2 separate regions of the Mus musculus genome follow, and region 1 is linked to region 2. The links are chromatin contacts, called in public promoter capture Hi-C maps. All regions are on one chromosome and are shown on one strand. Each heading gives the region's core, a stretch centred on a gene start, on an enhancer-like site or on the middle of the called end of the contact. The rest is flanking DNA. Distances are from core to core; before and after follow the strand shown. Region 1 holds the start of Crot (carnitine O-octanoyltransferase). Region 2 holds the start of Steap2 (six transmembrane epithelial antigen of prostate 2).

Region 1 (6,817 bases), core at 3,395-5,894, 3.3 Mb after region 2:
CCCAGGCAAATGTTTAGGAACAAATTATGAATACAAAGAAAAAATTAAGCAATGAAGAAAGAGGAAATGACACAGTCATTCCTGAACAACTATAAGGCTCTAAACCAGCGGGCGGTTCTCTACCTGTGCAACCCTTAGGGGGTCGAATGGCCCTTTCACAGGGGTCACCTAAGACCACTGAAAAACACATTTGAAATCTACATTGTGATTCAAAACAGTAACAAATTTACAGTTATGAAGTATGATCAAAAATACTTTTATGGCTGTGGGTCACCACAACATGAGGAGCAGCACGGGCCACTGCATCAGGAAGGGTGAGGACCACTGCTCTAGACCCTGAACGGCCAGGTGAATTAAGGTAAAGATTTATTAAGATCAGGTGGGCCAGGCGTGGTGGCACATGCCTGTTATCCCAGCACTTGGGAGGCAGAGGCAGGTGGATTTCTGAGTTCGAGGCCAGCCTGGTCTACAGAGTGAATTCCAGGACAGCCAGGACAATACAGAGAAACCCTGTCTCGAAAAAACAAAAAACAAAAACAAAAACAAAAACAAAAAAAAGTAGCTGCTAATTTAAAGTGCTGATTTTATATATAGATAATGAGAATGTGAGGGAAATTTGGATATGACGGATTGTACATATGCTCTGGACAGATGTTAGGGAACAAACATCAAAACTATTTTAAGGAATTAATTCATAATATCGAGACTACAAGATCCAAGAAATGGAAGATTATTTCAAATATGGAGAGAGCAAAAGAAACACAGAGGATTTCAAAAATCTTTGCCCTCCGTGGACTTAGTACAAGGAGATAGAGACAAAGGACTTCCATTTACACTGCAGGCCTACTAATACTATCTGACTTTGCAAACTATGGGAAAAGGAACTTTCAAAAAGCTTTGCATGTTTTAAGGATGAGCCTGGAGGCACCTGCAATGAGACCCTAATCAACATCATTTTTATGTTACTAACAACATTAAGCTACACTGGACGACTATGAACACACCTGATTCAAGGTATTTTTTTAATGATTCTTCAAGTGCAGGAACAGGCAATGACGGAAGAGAGTCCTGGTACTGAAATGTCCGTTCTTCAACTGATTTAGTCAATTGATTTTCCATGATAAAGTCACAGTAAGAGAACTAAAAGAAAAAACAGGCGGGACATTGGTCACCAATAACTCCTGAGCTATTTGTAAACTTGTCAAATAAGGAAAACCAACTTTACTATTAAGAATGTGAACTTAGCATGCCAGGAACAATGTGTCATCAGAAAGATGTGACCACCCAACCCCAGGTAGTGTGGTGTTAGAGAAAACATGCTTACTCCTAACTTTCACCCTGCAAACACTGCCACTTCACACATGCAAACAAGCATTTCAGGGTTAGTCACGTTTAAGAAGTCACACTTGGTACCCAAATGCCAATGTGTTAGGTTACAATCTCCCGGCTGACGAGGCGATATTACAGGCCATTAGAGAACCTGCAGAGATTCTTGCTGAGTGGGTAGGATTAGATGTGTAGAACAAGATTATGGTCTGAGAAACTCTCAAAAGCATATGCAGAGGTGTGGAGCATGGGATATTATAGACTGTAAGAATTCATGTGACAGGCTGATGTCACTTAACGCTGTGCAGATGGCATGGGCCCTAATCACACTGGCTTTGAATATCACAAACCAAACTTCAAAATTTTTCTACATTTGTGGTAATTTTCATCAAAATAAAACTAACACCATATATGAATAGGCTATATTGGTAGAGTAAATAATAAGATTTCTGAGAGAATCATTTATAGATCCTATATAAAACCAGTAACTAAGAAAACAAAGAATTGATACTGAGTGAAAACTTCCTGTCCTTTTATATCCTATTTTAAAATAGCAAAGTTAAATAAAATATACTATTCATATGTTATAAAAGTTAACAATAGCTGGGCGGTGGTGGCGCACGCCTTTAATCCCAGCACTCGGGAGGCAGAGGCAGGCGGATTTCTGAGTTCGAGGCCAGCCTGGTCTACAAAGTGAGTTCCAGGACAGCCAGGGCTACACAGAGAAACCCTGTCTCGAAAAAAACCAAAAAAACAAACAAAACAAAACAAAAAAGTTAACAATATCAAAAACAAAGGCATGGCGGATTATTTTTGACTAATATCTTTTTCTCCCATTATTAACCAAATCTAAAATTTTTGCTGTATATATTACTCTTTATCTCCGTCTCAGTGCTGACCCAGCTGGCTGCCAACCAGAACAAGCACCTTGGACCCATTTACAGAAGCCATATTGCCAGAATCACCTTTCTGGTCCTACTTCTAGATGTGAAAGGAAAGGGAAGGAGAGGACAAGGCGCAGTGCTGGGTATGGTGGCATGTACCTAGCTGCAGTAGCAAGAGGACGCTTCAGCCCAGGGTAGTATAGTGAGACTAGATGATAACAACAGAGCCCTCTTGCTTTCTTAATACCATGTCTTGTTGGCTTTGTTACAGCGAGGAGGTTCTACTGTTCCAGTAACATAACCAGACAGTGCATAGGACCTCAAAGCTCCACCCCTTCCGTTTTACTGCTTACATCCCATTTGAATATTGATAAACCACTTTGGATCTAACAGAATATTTAGGATCTCGGTCTTAAATATAGACTCAGCCATGTTCTAACCATTTGCTCCTAGGCAAATGACTAGAAAAAACAGGACCGTTTATTTGGTAGTGGGCTGCCATAGCACACACGGGGAAGTCAAAGGACAGCTCCCAGGAGTTCATTCTCTTTTCTACCATGTGGGTCCTGGGGATCACACTTGGGTCATCAGGTTTGCCTGCAGGTGTCAATATCCAATGAGCCATCTCACTGAGCCTCAAAATTTGTCTTTTTTTTGGGGGGGGGGGTTAGAATATTACTATATACCCCAGGCAGGCTTGGAACTAACTTTTGTCAGACAGGCTTGCCTGAATTCACATGGGTCAGCCTGCCTCTGACTCCCTAGTGCTGGGAATATATGCCACCAACACCCACCCAGCTCTAGGCAAGTAACTTTAATTGAATCTCTTTATCTTGGCATGTATAACCATATAATTAGTCATCAGACTTTTTAATGCCATAAAAACAACTCATCCTGAAACAACTATATTATGGACTATAATGGGCAGAATTGTTATGATGACCTAACTCCTACCTACTCTTTTTAGTCCCCAGAACTTGTCATTATGATAGAACATCATTACTCCTATGGTTGCAACTGGGTTTCACCTACAAAAAAAAAAAAAAAAAAAAAAAGGCTTAAAATAGAGAGGACCTAACCTAATCATTTGAGTGCTTGAGCAGAGATACTGCCACACCTCTGTGTCTACATCTATGTCTTTAATGATCTGTGTCTACATCCATGTCCTTAACGAACTCAGAGACAAACAGGACTTGCAGGAAATGGGATTAATCCTAATGCAAGTGAACAGGGGTTAGACTCTGCCAACTCGAATGAACCTGAAAAGGGAGTCTCCCCCTAAAACTTCAGAAAGTAACTCATAACAGAAACCCTGGTCTCTCCTTTTGTGCGTCCATGCAGGGTAAGCAGCTAAGCTTGCTCGGACTTCAGATCTTCAGAAACTCAAAGTCTGTGTTCCTTTAACCGCTAAACATGTCACTGTCTGCTGTAACAGCAATAGGAAACTAATGCAAGCATGCCGGGCAAGCTGATCTCATTACACTTCCTTGTCATTTAACAGATCCCACAAAGAAGACCAGAGTACTAATTTTATGCCTGCTGCAGTGCTTAGCCCCTGCAAGGTTAAGCCGACTACAGATTCTTTAAGAGTTGTCTTAAGTTTTCAACCATATAAAACTAGTTAAACGATTCCAATAAAATTAAGAAAACGATGACAGTGGACTTTCTGAAAGCAAGGTGATGTGAACGCGAGAGAGGTGGGAAAATAGAACCAGGAAGTAAACAAATAGGGTCACATACCAGTAAACCACGAAGAAGTGCTCAGGACCTCCAGGAGCCTGCTTGAACAATTCGGAAAGGAAACCACAGGGAACCCGAACTGGCCAAGCCTGGTGACTGTGGAAAGGAAGAAATACACTCAAGTAAAGATCAGGAAAGGAGAAGAGGATAGTGACAGAAGCTGGAAATACAGAGAACGGACATCTGCTAGACATGAGATTTATATCACTACAGAGCTAGCTATGTTCCAAGCAGCCTATCAGATGGACCCAAGGGGCACAGGGAACCTTCCGGTGCCCGCGGGGAGGTTGCAGCAGAAGCAGAAAGCAATAAAGTTCAGAAACTCCTCCCACCAAAACAAGGGCAGCTTCTCACCGAGGATAAGGACAAGGGGAGAAAAACCAAGAAACATGCACACGCAAAACCAACCAATCGATCAAGCACTCTAGCACTCTAGCACTCTAGCGAGGCCGGTGCAACTGAGAGAGGACACCCCAAACCAGAAGGGCAAGATGCTCGGGGGGGGGGGGGGGCACCACGCCCGCGCCAGACGGGGCGCCTGGGCGCACAGCCCGACTGCACTCAGCTCGGCTTCCTGCTACTGCAATACCCTTCGACCCCCTCGCCATGTGGGAGGGGAAGGAGAGCGAGCAGCCGGCCCCAGAATCCTCACCTCCCGCGCCCCTCTTGTCCCTCTGCGTCGGCCTGCAGGCTCTGGGCTGTCCTGAGGCCGGACCAGAACGGAAAACCGCGAGGGTCCCGCCCTGTGCGCGTCGGGGAACGGGATTGGACGGGAAGCCGCGAGGGTCCCACCCCGCGCTGGAAGGGGTGGGCTGTCGAGGCTTGCTGGTCCCGCCCCCGCCGGGTTCTCGGGCTCTGGTGGCGTCCTAGGCTGCAGACCCCGGGAACGCAGCAGAAAGTCAGATAAGCGCCCTGCAGTCCCCGCTACAGCAGCTTCCTTCCGGATGCTGCGGGAGATTGGCCTCCGTCCAGAGATCTACCCACTCTCGGGCACAGCCCTGTGGCTGCGTAAGGAGGCCCACGGCTCAGCCTGCTTTTCGCCGAACTCTTAGGGGCTTGGCGCTGTGTTCTTTCTTCCCAGTCGCTCCCCCTTCTTTGTGCCAGCCTCCTTTGCATGGCCCAGGCAAGCATTTATACTACTTTAGATATAAATTTAAGAATTTATACTGAGACATTTTATTTTGTCTACCCTGTGTGCTGGCAAGAGAATAGCAGGCGAATGGATCCGGTTTGGCCTCGTCGCCTCTTTGAGACTTAAGATTTGGCCAACTCCCAGCCATCTAGGGCAAGCCCTTGCAGTCTCTAGCGATGGTCAAGCTTCAAGCTTTGGCCTTGCCTGAATATTTTTATCATCCAAGAAGTTGCGTTTTTAAAAAGCTAGCACGTCCTAGAGGAAGACTATGAGGTATTTTTAGTTTCACAGGTCAATGCCCTTTTTTTCATTTACCTCCTGAAATAAATTGATACAATTTTAAACTTATATACACTTTTTATTTGTACTTCTGTTTTGTTTTCGTGGAAGGAAAAATATTTTACCTGCTCCTGCATAGTTAAGTTATTCAACAGTTTAATGACTTCATTTCAAATTAGTATATTAAAAGCTGCTGTCTTTCCGAAATCCTTTTGAGTTTCCCGCAGAATTACTAATATGTTTCATGACTGCACAGCGTTGCTGGAGGTATTACATAATCAAGCTGGATAATCTCTCTAAGCTTGTCAAAGTGACTGTGTTAAAGAACTTTTCCCCCTCATAGTATGTAAGTGTTCCGTTCCGGATATTATATTATGCTTCGAAAATAGAATTCTTAGACTGACTGGATTTCTCAGAAACCTTCATTGTCTTTTTTTTTTTTTTTTTTTTTTTTTTTTAGTAAAAAAAATTTTGGCACCTCTTTAGAAGTTTACGCATATTGAATGTTTGCTGGTGGCAAAGAATTTAGGGTCACTCACCTTCACTGTTTTTGTGAGTTTGGTAATCTCACCAAACCAGGCCTTTATGCAGGGTCTTTAACACTGAGCTACATTCAAGCCCTGCTGCAAGTTTCTCTTCTTCCTGGTTTTGTTAAGCAGAAACGGTGTCTCCATGAAGATCTTGGCTTCTCATAAAAAGAAAACAACCTCGGGACTGAAAAAAATCAGTAGAACCTGGAGAATGTGAGAAAAATGACCATCTCTGTAAAACTGTAATTAAGCAGAGTCCTGAAAATGTTTTCTACCAAATGTATAATAGATATTTTAATGTCAAATTTAAAATCGGTAGCACTCAGATTAAATTTGAACAAGCTTGTATTTCTTAGCTCAGGATAGACAGATCTTGATGGCTGAGGAAGATATTGCAAGCTTTTGGAGTATGTCTTATAGCAACAACTTGTCCCAAGTCTTAAAATTGACTATTAAAGTTATATAAAAAATCATTCGGGCTGGAGAGATGGCTCAGCAGGTAAGAGCACCAACTGCTCTTCCAGAGGACCTGAGTTCAAATCCCAACAACTACATGCTGGCTCACAACCACCCATAATGAGATCTGACTCCCTCTTCTGGAGTATCCAACCGGAGTGAGCAGAGGTCTAAAAATTCAATTCGCAACAGCCACATGAAGGCTCACAACCATCTGTACAGTGTACTCATATACATAAAATAAATAAATCTTTAAAAAATCATTCATTTATGTGTATGAAGGGATCCATATGGACCCAGGACCCCAGGGCAAGGGGCTACCTCTGGCTAGAGAGGAGGCAGATGTGGCACATAGGCAAATGACAGTGTCAAGTCAAGGGCAAGCCCTGAGCTAGGATGAGGTGTTGACTTTCATTAGACAGATTAGGTCAGTCAAAGGAGCGGAGGGTTGATAGCTGAACCGCAATACT
Region 2 (6,815 bases), core at 845-3,344:
AATATTTCTCTTCCTTAAAAGTCAACGGCTTCTTCTCATACCTGACTGTGACCCAAAAGGTCCCAAATATGACAGCTTCTGCTCACCTCTCCAGCCTTATCCTGATGGCCCCATATTTCCTACTGCCCAGCCCCAGAATTCTTTTCAAGAAGTGGAAAAAACAGATCTCTTTTCCACCCGACTCTGCCTCCTACAGATGTGATTGATTCCAGCCTACTCACCAAGCATCTTCCAGCCCCTGTTAAGTTCCCGGGGAGTTGTTTTAAAGAAGTGCTTATTTGCTCTTGGACTGTTTACTTAAATCCTCAAAACACACACACACACACACACACACACACACACACACACACTCCTATCCACTCTGCCTGGCACATACCAACTATGTATGCAATGAATGTTCTTTGTCACTAAATGCATTTTTATAAACACCAAGGCCAAAGAAAATGTAATGAGGCTCTAGGCCAGATCTCTCTTTCCCATGGTTAAGATCCGTGGGCCCAAAAGGCCTCAGAGGATTTAAGTGGTGTGTCAATGTTATGTCTATGTCAATGTCTTGGTTACCTCAGAGTCATAGTTACAGGCTGAGCAAAGAGTAACTGCACCTCCAGATATTCTGCCTGCCTCTTTTCTCACAGGCCTAGCCTTTTGAGCTTTCGTTGCATCTTTACCCTTCTCTTTTTTCTGTATCATGTGTAATCATTTTAAAATTCTGCCTTTATCTGTGCTCTGTTCCAGTGCTAAAGTACAATTATGCTCATTCAATAGAAGAGCATTTTCCATAGTACCAGTACAATAAGAGTGATTTCATGAAGCTCCTCATTCCCATCTTTCACAATTAGCTAACTTATCACTGCTGAAACTGCCCCCCAGCCCCAGCCCCAGCCAGCCCACCCCGCCCAGACTAGCTGAGAGGCAGAAACCGCAGTGAATGCCACCATCTCAGGAGCATCTCCAGGCAGCCTGATAGCTGCCCCGGTGCAGCTAAACACTCTGGTTTTCCTATCTTACGTTTCCAAATAGGTTATCTTGAGGATGCGGGGGATGGAGGGGGGGGGGTGAGTACAGTGTCAAAGAAAACATCAACTCAGTAAATAAGTAATTAAAAAAACTATTAAAAGGGTGGTGGTAGGGTAGACTAGAGAGAAGAAGGTTGCAAGCAGTGGGGTGGTTAACTGGGGCTTTAGGTAATCAAGTACTGAGGGTTGAAGTGGGGGCAGGAGTCTGAATTTTATTTCACCTACAGTGATGGGCGATAATTAAATGTGGGTCAGAATAAGTTTTTCTACTTAAAAACAAACAAACAAACAAACAATCTGCCTGAAGAGTAAACACTGACACCAATCCTGCTTCACAGGATAGTGAAGATAATAAATGGAATTCTCCCCGACCACAGGAAAAATAAAATCTCTTTATCTCCCTATGTTATTTTCAGAACAAGATTTTTAGGGCATAATTTTCAACAAGTTTCAGCTGAGGCTGAACACGGGACGCAGAGGTAATTAAGGACACTGAAAGACCAGACCAATTACTTCTAAACGCAAAATGGCCTGAGCACACCCGGATTACATGACCGGGTTTATAAGCAAAGCCACTGCAGGCATTATTTACCTGTTTGGCAAGCAGTGCTGTACGACAGTGAAAAGTGCCGCATCAATCCAAAGTGGCTGGCAAAAGTAACCTGCGGGTCCTTTCCCTTTCGGGCACATCCGACCTGGGACAAGGTCTCTCCTGGCCTCCTTTCTGTTGGGCCCGGACCCGAGGACTTCCCAGAGCTCTGGGAAGACCGACGGGGATAAGGGGGCGGAATGCGTGCGACGGACGCCCTCCAGCACCCCTCCCACTCGCCCCCTGGCCAGCTCCAAGCCCCCCCCGGAATCCGGGAGGAAAGATGCGGCTCCCGCACAGCACCCGCTGCTCGGCGACCCCGGATCGGCCACCTCGGCGCTCTGGCCACCCGGCTCACCTCCACGCCCTCTTCTCCGAGCCACGCTCGCAGCGCAGCGCCGTGGCTCCCCCGCGCCGAGGGCCCGCCGAGCTCCCGGGCCTACGGAGTGCTCCTCCCGCCCAAGCTCCTCCTGCCCCCGAGCCGGACCGCGCCGCGCCGGGGAGGTGGAGCAGGAGGAGGCGCGCGGAGGCAGGGCTGGCGGTGACGCGCAGGGGGGCGCGGGTCGGTCGGGGCAGAGTGCGTGGGGACCCACCCGGCCGCGGTCCCCACGCCTGCGCGCGATCTTGCGGAGACCCCCCGTGGGAGCAGCCCTACGTGGATCCCGCCCGCGTTTACACTCCACTACCTCCGAGACGCTCGCCACGCCGCCCCGGACTTGGCTTTGATTAGTGCCCTCCTCCCTGTCCACCCCCCTTCTCCCTACTCTGTTCCACACAAACCTCGAAGAAAGTGCGCTTTTTTTCTCCCTTTCGGCTGCATCATGTCCTTGAAAGGGAATGATCAGAAATGCCCTTCCACGAACCGCATTTTAAAACTCCCTGGGACTGGAGGCCCTTCTCAGCCGTGGGCTGTAGGGGTTAGTCTGTGGACTCTGACCTTCCCTGTCGCCGGTGCCCCCGAGCTCTGTGCGGACTGGAAGGTGAAGCCGAGTCAGGAGACCAGCGTGCCTGCGGAGAGCTGCAGTGGCCTTGGAGCATCCAGGGTTCGCTGAGCTGTGTAAGGGCACCTTGCTTTCTCTAATCCCCCCCCCCCCCGATTTTGGATTAACAAGTAGATGGGGATCTTTTATTTACCTTTTTAGTCAAAAGTGTCAGTGGAGATTTTTTTTTAATATAAAACCAATTTGTCGAAAATTGTCAAATTTACTTCCCCCACCCTCAGACGTTAGTAAATTCTCATTTCAGCAAATTAGGTTTAAAAATTATCTTTCTTGGTGGTTTATTAACTAGACAAATCAGAACAAAAGCAGAAGAGGGTCTTAGATCGATCCTCAGGGCACTGCACTTTCCCCTTTGAAAGGCATACACAGATTAACCTCTGCAAGTTCAACCTGGGAAACATTCTTTGTTTGATCCTTGTGAAAAGCATCTCTTCCCCACCCCCAAATACATACAGCTGAGGTTTAAAGTTTAGGCACAAACTCCGCTGTTAGTGATGTATTAGGGGGAAAGACTGACAACTGGGAAATACTTTCCATTTTGGTAACGGGGAGAAAAAAAATCCTTACATTTTATATCAGTGTTTATTGTTTCACTTCAACTACTGTCAAATAGTGAAAACAGCAGGGTATTTCTAACACTTTTGGAGGACCAGTGGAGGAAACTGCTGTGTCCTTAGCATTTGGTGAGAAGATGTAGCTTTCCAATCACATAAACAAAAGCATTACATAAGGTCTAGCAAAGGTTATCACGTTTTTATTCTCAGTTGTACAAAGCCATAAGTTATTACAGAAAACAGGTAAGTTGTACATTTAAAATATCTTTAAAAGCTGTTGAGACATGGACTCTGTTTATTTAAAAAAAAAAATAGTATGCGAAACCATTTGCCTCCCAAAAGAATGAATGAGTCAACAATTTCCAGAAGGAGTATCTGCTTTTCATACTTGAACTGTTAAAATAAGCAAACATCCTCCATGGGTGGAAAATGCCAGGCTGGCCCAAAGTGCTCCAAAGATGGCTCCCGGTCCAGTTCATGAACCGGTGGCCATCTTTACCAGTGATTTCCAGTTACAGTTTCAAAGTATATAAAGTTGATTTCGCAAGCCTTTTTTCCAGGTCATGAAGCACTCTCTGAGAAGTGTCCTCAGTTCCCTGAAGTAATTTATTCCACTGAAGCACAGCAATAATTCATTAAATAAATCTCTAGTGGCCTAGAGGTGTTAACATAATTTCTCCTTTGAAGTTATTATACAAGTGGATAACTTTGAGATGATAGCGCCTAAAGGAACTTTAAGCACCTGGAGCTCTCTGGCTCTCATTCACCAAGAGCTTTGTGTCCTGGGTGTCAGGCACTCTTGAACAAAGCAGGACACAGAGTGACTACAAGTCTTTCAAAATTTATTGTTTGATGGGTGTCTTAGTTAGGGTTTTACTGCTGTGAACAGACACCATGACTAAGGCAAGACTTATAAAGGACAGCATTTAATTGGGGCTGGCTCTCAGGTTCAGCGGTTCAGTCCATTATCATCAAGGTGGGAGCAGGGGAGCATCTAGGCAGGCATGGTGCAGGAGGAGCTGAGAGTTCTACATCTTCATCTGAAGGCTTCTGACAGAACACGAACTTCTAGGCAGCTAGGATGAGGGTCTTAAGCCCATGCCCACAGTGACACACCTACTCCAACAAGGCCACACCTCCCTGATAGAGCCACTCCCTAGGCCAAGCATTTACAAACCATCACTGTGGGTGAAGACATTTTATTAAATAGGTGCAAATAAAATGTGCACAAGGCCTGTTACATGTAGTAGACTTTGGGTAAATCATAGGCAGTATCCTCACTCTAGAGAGCCATTGTGTACATTAATGTCTCAAGGCTCTATGACTATCTACACTAAAGACATTCACTTAGCCCACACTGCTGATGATCAAAGATGATTTTTTGAGAGTAAAGAGTCTTTGTGAACAGTGTATATTGATAGAATGACTTTTGTATGAAATTCTGTTTTTGTGAAATTAAACAATTCAGTAAACATAAAACTGAGTAACCTACCTACTTTTTACTTTTGAAAGCATATTTATATATTTCAAGATAACTGAAATAGATCGGTGATTTGAATGAGAATAGTCCCTCCTAGGCTCATATATCTGAATGCTTGGTCATTAGGAAGTGGTACTACTTGGGAGGGATTAGGGGGTGTGGTCTTGGAGTGGGTGTGGCCTTGTTGGAGGAAGTGTGTCACTGGAGGTGGGCTTTGGGGTTTAAATGATTAAACTAGGCCCTGTGTTTCTCTGTGCTGCCTGCTGATTCAGATGTAGAACTCTCAGCTCTTCCAACTCATGTTGGCCTTCATGACACCATTTTTCCCACCATGTTCAGACTAAACCTCTGAACTGTCAGCAAGGCTCAGTTAAATGATTCCCTATATAACAGGTGCTGTGGTCAAGGTGTCTTTTCATACTAATAGAACAATTGAATAAAACAAAGACCGAATATAAAACACTTATAAAGCAATTAAACAAAGCAAATGTGCATCTGTACAAAACATAGTTCATAGTTAACATTATTTCATGAACATCTTTTCATCAACATAATTCAGTCCCTGCCCACTTTAAGCCTGTCCCACAGTGTAGCCTTTGCTGTTCTGGGATGTGCTATGTAGACCAGGCTGGCTTTGAACTCTTCCAGAGTGCTGGGATCAAAGGCAAGTGCCACCACAGAGAGAGAGAAAATTATTAATGGTTATGTATTCCATAATATGATATATAGTAGTCTAACACAAAGCTTTAAGAAAATGAGTTTTCCAGCCAGGCATCATGGAGGCACATGCCTTTATTTTCAGAACTTGGGAGGCAGAGGCAGGCACACCTTTGTGAGTGCAAGGCCAGCCTGGTCTACATAGAGAGTTTTAGAACAGTCAATGGTACATAATGTGACACTTGTCTCAAAAAAAAAAAAAATCCAATTCCTTTTCTGTTATGAGTAATACTGCTTTAACAGCTTTACATACCTTACTTTTGGGATATTAAGTTAAAAGAACATTTCTTTAAGATATATTCCAAAGTGTGAATTTATTAAAAATGACTTTTATGGGGCTAGAGAGGTGACTCAGCAGTTTAAAGCAATGACTGCTCACCCAGAGGACACAGGTTCAACATCCCAAAACCCATGTGATACCTTACAACTGTGAGCCGCTTCAGTTCCAGGGTATTTGGCACCCTCTTTGGGCCTCCTAGGTATGTATGAGGTACATATACATGCATGCAAGCAAAACACCGATACATACACATTAAAAATAGCAAGATTCTTTACAATTATTTTTCTGATAGTATCCTATTTATCTGTATGAAAATTTAATTTTTTATGGAAAATATGAATATACGTTTGTCTCTCAAATTCAGCATCTAATCTGCAACAGATTTTATTATTTATATTGGTTTAAGTAGATTAGGAGCACACATGTTAGAATGTATGCAATTAAAAAGCATGCATGGGAAAGAGCACAGCTACTCAGAAGAATTTGGTTGAGTGGTTTTGTCATTAATCTAACATTTCTCTCCTAATATGCATCTCCTCTGTGGATTCTTTTCAATTACTTTTGTGGTAATAGAAAAATAAACAATGAGCTATAGCGATGTCTCTGCTGGAAGAGCAATTGATCCCCCTGAGAAGGACCCAGATTAGGTTCCCGACACCCACGGGTGGCTCACATCTGTCTACCTCCAGTTCCAGAGCATCTGGGCACCAATCAATGCACAGACGTATATGCAGGCAAACACTTATACACAGAAAATAGAATAACTTAAAGGAATTTAAATTATAACAATGCTTAGAAAAGTAAATATTTAGACCCCCAAATGTTGACCTAGGCCCCATGTCACATAAGGAAGCCAAAAACTGAACAGAGCCCTAGTGTAGAGATCTTTGGAATGTTCCAGTAGAAGAAGTCTTTCTGAATGTTCAAAAAGGAATAGGTCAGACTGTGTTTCTTCAGAGTTTTGAAGTGAGCAGAAGACCATAGCAACTAGCTACTGTCAAACCCACCAGTTGAGAATAAAATCACTACCTCAATTTTATGATTAACCCTGGCCAGGACCATTCTGGGCTTCCCAGAAATGGCGACAGTCACACTTTGCAGATGCTTATAAAGACAAACCTATAAGGCTCTAAATTTCCCAACAGGTCCAATTAGAGTCAAGCATGTATTCTGACATA

The links. Promoter capture Hi-C pulls out the DNA fragments that hold promoters and counts their contacts.
Region 1: a promoter capture Hi-C map of maxillary cranial neural crest shows a contact between it and region 2. The contact joins the promoter of Crot here to the promoter of Steap2 in region 2. A contact is called at or near these places in 2 of 39 promoter capture datasets (cranial neural crest and maxillary cranial neural crest) and 1 of 9 other capture datasets (pancreatic islet).

The regions. Positions count from the first base shown.
Region 1 is chr5:8,992,502-8,999,318 of GRCm38.p6, forward strand. Crot (carnitine O-octanoyltransferase) reads right to left here and starts at 4,645. Exons shown (of 18, transcript NM_023733.3): 1 at 4,603-4,645; 2 at 3,951-4,046; 3 at 1,005-1,140. The coding sequence starts at 1,119.
Region 2 is chr5:5,691,995-5,698,809 of GRCm38.p6, forward strand. Steap2 (six transmembrane epithelial antigen of prostate 2) reads right to left here and starts at 2,095. Exons shown (of 6, transcript NM_001103156.2): 1 at 1,964-2,095. All of the region lies in intron 1 of Gm40262 (a long non-coding RNA gene), which reads left to right.